Regions from separate parts of the Triticum aestivum genome. Here region 2 is linked to region 1. The links are chromatin contacts, called in public Hi-C maps. All regions are on one chromosome and are shown on one strand. Each heading gives the region's core, a stretch centred on a gene start, on an enhancer-like site or on the middle of the called end of the contact. The rest is flanking DNA. Distances are from core to core; before and after follow the strand shown.

Region 1 (5,076 bases), core at 2,445-4,944:
GATGGAGGCAGAGGCGGAGTACCAAGCCGCCCTCGAGGAGGCCCTACAGCACGCGCTGGAGGTTAGCTGTCTCAAGGAGGACGCGCACTGGGATGGGCTGGAGCAAGCCCTTGCTTGTCGGCTGCGGGGGACTCCGTCCACACCCCGCTCTTCGTCCCGCCTCCGCCACCGCCCGTCGAGCCCAAGTCGGAGCCAGAGCCGACGCGGAAGCGCTCCCCGCCTCCACCCAATTGGCCGGAGGAGGCCTACACGTGCACGGGCCAGTACGGCGAGTGGGTGAGCGCGTGTCCTATCCACTTTGCCGCGACGCCGGTGCAGGAGGCGGCCCACCTTGAGCGCTGGAAGGCGCACTGGCTCCACCAGGAGCAGGCCGACGGCGAGCGGCAGATGCGCTACGAGGCAATGATGCAATGCGACATGGAGGCACTCCGGCTTGAGGAGAAGGAGGAGGAGGAACACGAACGGCGAGCCACAATGTCGCCGCCCCAGCAGACGCACGAGGAGGCTGCCTTGGCAGCATACCAGGCAGCGTTCGGATGGGCTGGACCTGCTCCCGTCTTCATTGACCTCACCGGCGGCGATGGCGATGGAGACATCGACGTCAAGGGCAAGGCAACGCCGACAACGTCTAGGGCAGCGTGTGGGGCGGCGTAGACTTTTTTAATGTTTTAATTAATGTTTAATTAGGTTTAAGTGGACTTTGGCCGGCAGTTGACCGGCCACTAATGTTTAATTATGTTTATTTTCTGCGAGCTGTTTTTCTTTCACGCCGGCACATTTGGGTCTGCCTTCCGTTGGGCAATCAAGCCGACCCATTTAAGAATGCGGACGTGCACGTCCGTCTGGCCGTCTCAAACAAATGAAAAGCGGACAAAGCGCGCGTCCGTTTGGGTCGCGCCGTTGGAGTTTCTCTAATTGCATCGAAATAGGCATGACACTTCCACCGCGGGAGGTCCAACCATGCAGATGTAAAGAGTTAGGCACAAACCTACCTGGTGTACCCATAGCTTAGAGAATCTCTAGCCGTTCGGCCCCCCAGGGCGTCGAAAAAGAGCGGCCTGGGGGCGAACCGGCGCTAGATTGGCCCCTGGAGTTCGGTTCGCCCCAGCCACGCCCCCAGGTGCCGCCCCCAAGGTGCCAGACACGCGCCCCATGTTCAAACTTGATCATTCCCGCTCCAAAAAAAGCCACAATCCGGCGATCATCGCAATAGTTTGGCGATTCAGTGCCACAGTTCGACGATCAAATGAAAGGATAGGCAGTAGTTCGACGCACAAAAAAAGGAAGGACGCGAAAGGAATGCATCAAACGTCGAGCTCGACCTCCAGCGTCATCGTCGGCGTGCGCGGGCTGGGAGGAGTCGGCGTTGCTTCTGGACTGGTTGGCGCGGCTTCTGTGCTGCTGGGTGTTGCGGAGACATCATTAGTCGGGCTGGGCGTCGGTGTTGGCATCGGCGTTGGCGTCACCGGTATCTGGTTCAGGATGAGGCCTTGCTCCGCCAAGAACCATGCCTTGAGCTTCTTGTCGCCGCTCTGGAGCATGTAAGCGCCGCCCATCAACAAAGCCAGGTCGTTGTTCCTATTCTTCGTGGTGACGTTGGACCGGAGCAAGTCGAGTTTGACGGCAATGTTCGTCATCAAAGCAGCCCACCTCGCCTCAGTTTTCTCTTTTCGTTGGGCGGCCCTAGTCTTGGCGTTGTCGAGCCAGTGCTCGATGGACTCTTGCATGCGTGCGGCAGCCGGCTCGGCGTGTTTCGCCTTCTCGGCCCCTTTGTTGCCGTCCGTACGCCCGTCTGCCGCTCCCGGTGTCGGCGTGTCTGGCTTGTACGTCTCCTTGGCCTTAGCGAGGGTGCGTCGGATATCCGCCCACTTCTCGCACTTGTGGATCTGTTTGAAGACGTGGAGGTACTTGAACTCCTGGTCGGTGTTGTTATCGCGGTACATGGCGAACATGCGCAGCAGCTGCGCCGAAGAGCAGGCCTCAGTCCGCACGGAGCGCAAATGGGCGCGCACGGTAAGAGGAACAGGGAGAGGGTGGCATGCTGTACCTGATCCTCGACGCTGATCCCCGTCTGCCGCGACCTCCTCGACGATCCCATGTCATTTGTTGCACGCCGTTTGGATGAGCCCCCAATGGTTCGCCATCGCCTTCGACCCCCGCTGCATGTGAACGCCTTTGAAGTAGGGGTCGACGAGCTTGCACTCATCGAACTCGGCCTTGATGCGGTACCAATACGTGTCGAAGCTCTGGTTTGTGCCGGTGGTCGGGTCGAGGCAGACGACCTTCCACGCTTTGGCGAGGCACTCATCTTCCTTGGTCGCCCACTTGATGCGCGGCTCGCCAGTCTTGGCCGACACTTTCTTCTTCTTCTTCTTCTTCTTCTTCTTCTTGCCTTTCCTCGTCAGCGTCGGGCTCCTCCTCTTCCTCTCCTCCTCCCTCCTCCTCTGGCTCTTCCTCGCCGTAGTCGAGCTCGACATCCATGTCACCGAGATCAATCGAGTCGTCTTGGGTAGTGAACCCGAGGGTAGCGGTGGCGGCAGCCGAGCCGGCTGCGATGATGTCTTCCATGTCGGGCTACGTCGCATCGGCGTCGCCAAGATGCGATGAGGAGGAGGCTTGCGAGTAGAGGTCGCGGCGGAGAGGTGGCGTCGGTGAAGCTGCGTAGTCCGGCGGCGAGTACATGTACAGAGGGTACTGCACACCAGCGAACGCGGGCGAGGGCGTACGCTGGACCGGACGCCCATGGGGAAAGGTGATGTTGGGGTTGAAACCACCGTGGACGTCGCCATCGGCATAGCCCGGCGACGGCGTGCTCCATGGGTGTGGCGAGGACGAGAGCCCGGACGGAGAGCCGACGCTTTGTTGGCACTAGGACCCATGCAGGCCGTGCCCACCGAACTGATTCATCATCGTCGCGCGAGCCGCCTCGGCTTGTTCGGCCGCCGCGTGCTCCACCTGCTCCATCGCAGCCGCCGCTCTCTCCCTGGCCTTCTTGGCCCTATTGCGCCTATCGGCGGTGACGGTCTCCCAGCGCTGCACATCCGCCTTCCAGTCGGCGTTGGTCATGCCCGGAGGCTTGGACGGCGGCGCCCTCTGCTTCCTTTGCTTCGGCTGGGCGACGACGACGGCTGTGGAATCCGTCGTGACGCGGGGCATCATGTACTTTTTTGGCGGCATGGCGGGTGGCTTGGAAGGGAAGAGGCGGAGTTTGGCGGGAGGAATGAAGAATGAGAAGGAAGTCGAGGGGGGAAGCGGGAGGAAACGACGGGAAAAGGGCCTCCTCTCGCCGACAGAGCGGCCCCACGTCACTTTTCGCTTCTGCCGGCGCCACCAGACGACACCCGCGTCGTTTGGGTTCGGGGCGGGATCGCCGGGTCTGAATTTGGCCCAAACCGCCGCTAAACGAGGTCCTAAGAGCGTGACAGTCACCGACACTAAAAAATCGCCTGGAGGGCCTGTTGGGGACGCGGTTGGAGATGTTGTTAGCAGCGTGCCGCGTACGGGGGCACGGACCTGCTGCGGGAGCAGTGAACCGAATCACCTGTGACGCTGCGCTCCATCCCCATCCCTTTCTCTCTCCTGCTTTTTCTTCCCACCCATCTCTTTCCATCGATCGCTGTCACACTCTCTCTCTCTTGCACAGAGCAGAGGCAGCATGAGGAGAGAGACACGACGTGACAGGGCCAGACCTACGCACCCGCGGGGACTGCCCCTGGGCCAACGAACTGCAAGGAGCACAGGGGCAGAACCGTCCGCTCGCCCTGGGTGGGGCCGAGGACGACGACGTCCTTTGCGTGGGGACCAACCACCACTCGCCCGGCCCGTCTCGTGCCCAGCGCCGCAGTCTCTCGCGATTTATCTCGTGTGGACTGTTTCGTGTCGGCAAGGCCAGAGGGCGTGGAGACTGGGAAGCGTGTCGTGGAGAGGGAGGCGCGATATGTCGGGGAGTGAGTTGCTGCGTGGGGTGTTGCGAAAGGAGGGGTCTTTTAAAAGCCTAGAGCTGTACGCTTCTTTGCTGTCGCTGCAGGGAGAGGGAAGCTGTGGTTGAGAGAGCATGGTATGGTATCCAGCTGCTAGTATAGGTTTTTTTTTTTGAGAATTGCTGCTAGTATAGGTACATGGTGTCGAAAGTTTCTGGCCTCCGTTGGCATCATCTGGACACCTCTCCCTCTCTAGCCGTTGGAGTGGCCGGCCCAGCCCACACATCATGTTGTATACAGTTTTGTTTTCTTTTGTCGGAAGCATTTTTAGTACTAGTATAAAAGCTTTGTGTATATTTATTCCCTTTTCCAAAATAAGCTGCCTTCAATGCTTTGTTGTTCTTTAACCATATTTTACTCCTTTAGTTCAGAGTTAAAAGCATTGGGGTCCTGAATTTGTCCGAGATGTAATGATTTGGTCCTACAACTTGCAAAATGACTCTACCCAGTCCCAGAACTTGCACCCAATGTGCAACTTTGGTCCTGGACCAATCATAGAGCGACAACTGGACTCGTCGGGCCCGAGCTCGTCAGCACACACGTTTTTGCAAATACCCCCTGCCTTCTCCTTCCCCGTGCTGCACGTCTCGGCTGAAACTGAATCGGGTTCGACGGCGCCGGTTCCGGTGTCTTCTCCTACGACGCCGACGAGGGCGGCCCCGGCATGCACAACACCGGCCGCCTATTCACCCTGCCGCCCATCCCCAGGCTCGGCGCCGGCGGCGGTGGCGGTGGCTTCGCCTCCTCCACTAGCCTCTCCCTCGGCCTGGTATGCTATATTCTACACTACCACCCGACCGTTCATGCGTGTTTGCTAGCCTTAATTAATTGGCCAGTTTCTCTTCTTTGCCGTGTTTAATTGCCTTGGATTTTAATCGGTTTAATTGGCAGACGAACATGGAGGGCGGAGGTCAGCTGGGCGGCGCTTTCATGGGGAGCACGGAGAGCGGCGGCGACGGCGACTCGCTGGGCCGCGCGCGGGAGGACGAGAACGACAGCCACTCCAGCAGCGACAACCTGGACGGCGCCTCCGCCGATGAGCTCGACCCGGACAACAGCAACCCGCGCAAGAAGAAGAAGCGCTACCACCGCTAGA
Region 2 (4,662 bases), core at 1,590-4,089, 61 kb after region 1:
GGCATTGAGGCCAATGGCGGAAAAAAATTGGCTCATTTATAGTGACACTGTCACTTTGCTTCTTTTTTGTTGGCTTCTCAACGGGTTCTGAAGCCTTCTCTTTTTAGCTTCACTCTCTGGAGCCTTACTTTTCTTCGATAAGGAGGCAGAGGGAAGTGTTGACTTCTTCAGAGGAGGCGGAGTGGAAAGCTTCGCGGATGAAGAACTTGCCTTCTCAACAGCTGGGGCAAGGGGCACATTCTTTGTGTTTGGAAACATAGTAGAAAACAAAATGCGCCTACTAATCATCCCATCGTCACTATGAAGATGCAATTACGATTGGATCTACACTAGATTGCTTACCAATGTAAATGTGTTAGAGAGGTGACTTTGTGAGGCATCTTGATACATATTCCCACAACTAGGTTATACCTCACATCAGTGAGAATTAGTCCCTCAAATTGATCTGTAGGTCAAGCACCGAATGTATAATGCCTCTATAGAGAGCACCAGACCAGCAGGTAGCTATGCTGGAGAACTAGGGTGGAGGTCGAGCAGCCTTTCGACAGAGGAAAAATTTCCAAGAAGAGAACGAGGAAGAGAGAGGGGGCAAACCTTGCGCAATCATGTGTTTCTAGGGAGCACCCCTGGCCTCTCCTTATATAGGTGGCTAAAGGGTGCATGGTTTTACCATCCTAGGGTCGAAGGAACAGTCGGGGGTATTATGCATGTATCTTATTTTGGCTCGGCCCACATAGTACACATATAACAAGGATTTCATATCTGAAGCAAAGTTTGTGTTTCTATACTACTCCCTCCGTCCCAAAACTCTTGTCTTAGATTTGTTTAAATACAGATGTATCAAGTCACGTTTTAGTATTAGATACATCTGTATCTAAACGAATCTAAGACAAGAATTTTGGGACGGAGGGACTATTAAGTATCAGAAATGCCATTGGTGAATCTGGACCCTTTGAAAATGCTTTAGCCCTGCTTTAGTTCCCATCATATCCACTACTCTCTTGTTCTTATGGGGCATCTCGTTTTCTGGCTATCCCTCAAGGGATAAGGATAACCAGATGGCCCAAGGTAACATAATTTAGTAAATATTCATTCAAAAACTTAGTTGCCATTAGCCGCGATGGCGGGCGAGGGAAGCCTTGACCTGATGGGCAGCTTCTTCTTCCTCGTCACCGACTCTGTACATGGTGTTCTCCTTCCTCCGTTCCTTGCGGCGGTTAAGATTTTGGCTTGCGTTTCCTGGCCGATGTGTTGGAACCGGTTCCTAGATCGCGTCCGTTGGGTGGCACACATGTGATACTCACCTACAATGGTGGTGGCGTATGCACGCAATCTTCCTTTAGGGACAACAGTACAGAAGAAGAAAGAGTGCATGACGGAGGAGCGGCCGGCGTTGAAGACGATAGCCCATTGACACAAGGACCTAGAAGGGCTTCAATGTAATTTTATGTCTTACGCTGTGGTTTGTGCAAATGTTGGGGGCAGCTGTGCTGGATGTTTCCAGATGTAATTTGAGGACTCTGGTTGTTTGAATGATGCGCGTGGTGAGGGCTACTCTAGTGCAGGACCCCAAATCGTTTGGGTCTGTCCATTTGGGGGTAAGCGGACATACAAGACGGCCCAACACGCGCCCCTATCCGTAAAATCCGTCCGTTTATGGTCCGGCTCGCCCCATCTTGGCGCAAAGTCGGTTTGGCTTTGCGTCTGAAACTAACACAAGCGGACGTTTTCTGCGCCCGTGCGTCCACGCTGGTCCGGGGCTGACCCACATATCACCCACCTCCCACTCTCTCTCTCTCTCTCTCTCACCAACCCACCCACGGTGCTGTAGTCGTTGGCGATGCCGGCCTCTCCCTGCTCGCACACCTCGCAGGAGCAGCAGCAGTTGCAGTCCCCGCTGGCGCTCGTCCCCGGCAGTCCTGGCGAGCGCAGCGGCGGACGAGCAGACGAGCTGGCTACGACGAGCGTGGGCAGGCGGGCGCGGCGCGGGCAGACGTGGGCCCGCGCGGCAGGCCGCTGCGGAGAAGGCGCAGGAAGGACATGAGCGAGGCACGCGCCGGCGGCACGAGCTCGCGACGAGGCGGGGAGGGCGCAGGCGGGCGGGCGCGAGCAGGCGAGGCGGAGCGCAAGCGCGGCAGGCCAGCACACGCTACCGCTGCGAGATGTAGCTGGTGCCGCTGCACGGGTTGCGCGAGGGCACCCGGGGCGTTAGCGGTGATGGCACAGGCGTCGGCAGAAAAGTTGGAATGGAGCGGCCGGTTGGGTGCGCAGAGCGGCGGACGTCTAAAACCGGACAAGATTATACTCGTTGCGTTCCTAAATATAAATCTTTCTAGAGATTCCACTATAAACTATATACGGATGTATATAGATGCATTTTAAGTGTGGATTCATTCATTTTGCTCTGTATGTAGTCCAACAGTGAAATCTTTATAAAGACTTACATTTAGAAATGGAGGGAGTACATTTTTCTGCATCAAACGGACAAACTTGACAAAATCCAAATAGAACAGACATCCGTTTTGAGAGTTGCGCTGAGAGAAAGAGTCGGGTGGGGGTGATGTCGGGTGGGAGGATGTCCACGTCGATGGCTCTGCCTGAATCGCCGGTCATCTGCTCTTTTCTAGCCCTAGGTTATCTATCCCTTTCCCAGGACGGCTTCATTAAACAACGAACGATTACTGGTAATCGACGTCGCAATCAGAGCATAAAGAAACAAGGCACGTTGGGTCCGAGTTTCTTCCAACAAACTCATCTTTCCCGTTACGATTTATCACGATATAAGCACGCGGAATCCATGATTTCGCAGCTCATGGCGAGATGACACGAGATGGAGGTGCCTTCACATCAACTCGATCGCTGTCTTGATTTCTCTTTCTCTCTCTAAACTTCTCTCTCTGGGTAGCACGGGGCAGCGATTTTCTGAAATGTGAATAATGGTTTTAGTATTGGGAATATGTTGCTGGCTGAAAGGGACTGGTGGATGGACGCGTCTTTCTCTCGCTTCGACCTTTTCTCGTGGATTCCTACCCTTCCCACCGTGAACATGCAAAATCTGGTCTAGGTATTTCTTTATCTATGCTTATTTAATCTTTTCATTTTGACTGCTGAAAAAACTTAAAGAGAAAAAAATCGTCGACGACTACGGCGATAGATACAGTTCAAGGTAAGTGACGATTCCCCCAAAAGAAAAAAGGTACTCCCTCTGTAAATTAATTTTTTTTCTCAAATATGCACGAGTGTGCATATTATATATTATAGAAGAAAGGCAAAGAGTGCCTCCATCATAGTTCCAAGGTTCATATTACAACACTCCTAATCCTCACTACTAGCCCACCGTTCAAGCCGAAGGAAGAAGGGGTCCATGTCTCTCTTAAACTTGCCGGCAATAGACCACATTCTTCCTTCCGACCTTACTCTACCTAGTAAAACACCTAACGAAGGTGATGCCCCATCAAACATAATAGCATTGCGATGCTTCCACAACTCCCACAAAGTCAGCAAGAAAACCGTATGAAGATCCTTCTTGTGCCAGCCGTTAGTCCCATGCTTCTCCGCAAGCCAGATGGCTAAGGAATCGTGTGCAGTCGGAGTCCAGTCCAGCATGCCCAGCGCCTCACATACTGCAGCCCACGCTGACCTGGCAAAGACGCACGTCAGTAGCACATGATCAATCGTTTCGTCCTCCTGGTCGCATAAGGGGCATGCATCCTGGTGTGGGAGGCCTCTCCTCGCCAGTCTGTCAGAGGTCCAACACCTGTTTCTTAAGGCAAGCCAAGCAAAAAACTTGCAGGTAGCTGGGGCGTGAGACTTCCAGGTCAGCTCTGCCATAGGCTCAACCGTCCGTCCCCAAAATTTTGCCGCGTAAGCCGAGCGCACCGAGAAACGGCCGTTGGTCTCCCATGACCAACCGACCAAGTCCGGCCCATCCGCCTGCTGCTCCCACGTGCTTACTTTGATCCAAAGCTGTAAGTACTCCTGCAATGCTCCCTCACCAATATTCGGGCCAACATCCGATGCCCAAGACCCATTTTGCACAGCCTGGGCGACTGATCTCGTCAATCTGGTCCGCCTTGGGATCATACCATATATTGTTGGAGCAATCTCTTGTATCCGCATACCATCTAGCCAACGATCCTCCCAAAAAAGTGTATGGAGACCACAGTTTGCTTCACTCCTCATAGCCGCCTGGACAAGTAACTTAGCTTCTTTGGGGATCTTGATCTTGAACTCGCTCCAAGGTCTACTCGTGTCCACTCTTGTGAGCCATGCCCACCTGGCTTGCATGGCCACATTCAGCCATCTAAGGTTAGGTATCCCTAAGCCACCAGCCCACTTCGGCGCACACACCGAATCCCAAGCAACCGCACAGTTCCCTCCGTTAGCTTCCGCTCTTCTGCACCATAGGAAGCCTCTACACACTTTGTTCATTGCCGCAATCGTCTTCTTTGGTAAGTCGAGCGCCATCATGGCGTGGATGGGCATGGCACAGAGCACAGACTTCACCAATGTAAGCCGCCCACTCTTCGGCATTAGAGCCGCTTTCCACTTAGGCAGACAATTTGCCATCTGATCAACTAGAAACTGCATTTGTGCCGCGGACTGCTTCCTCAAGGTCAGCGGCAGCCCAAGGTACTTAATTGGAAAAGCCCCTCTCGGGCA

Evidence for each region. Hi-C and Micro-C count contacts between places; a contact is called where the count stands out from the background.
Region 2: a contact with region 1 is called in a Hi-C map of leaf, with 2.5 times the contacts expected there. The contact joins two enhancer-like sites. A contact is called at or near these places in 3 of 5 Hi-C or Micro-C datasets (leaf and root).

Annotation. Positions count from the first base shown.
Region 1 is chr7B:338,017,122-338,022,197 of IWGSC CS RefSeq v2.1, forward strand. It overlaps the pseudogene LOC123157949. Among protein-coding and RNA genes, the nearest start is that of LOC123155855, 92 kb to the right of the region's middle. Within about 2 kb of position 3,695, at least 7 of the 8 cell types and tissues checked have an H3K27ac peak or open chromatin away from gene starts, as enhancers often do. A contact at or near this core is called in leaf, where this site is marked.
Region 2 is chr7B:338,079,397-338,084,058 of IWGSC CS RefSeq v2.1, forward strand. No RefSeq gene overlaps it. Among protein-coding and RNA genes, the nearest start is that of LOC123155855, 30 kb to the right of the region's middle. Within about 2 kb of position 2,840, at least 4 of the 8 cell types and tissues checked have an H3K27ac peak or open chromatin away from gene starts, as enhancers often do. A contact at or near this core is called in leaf, where this site is marked.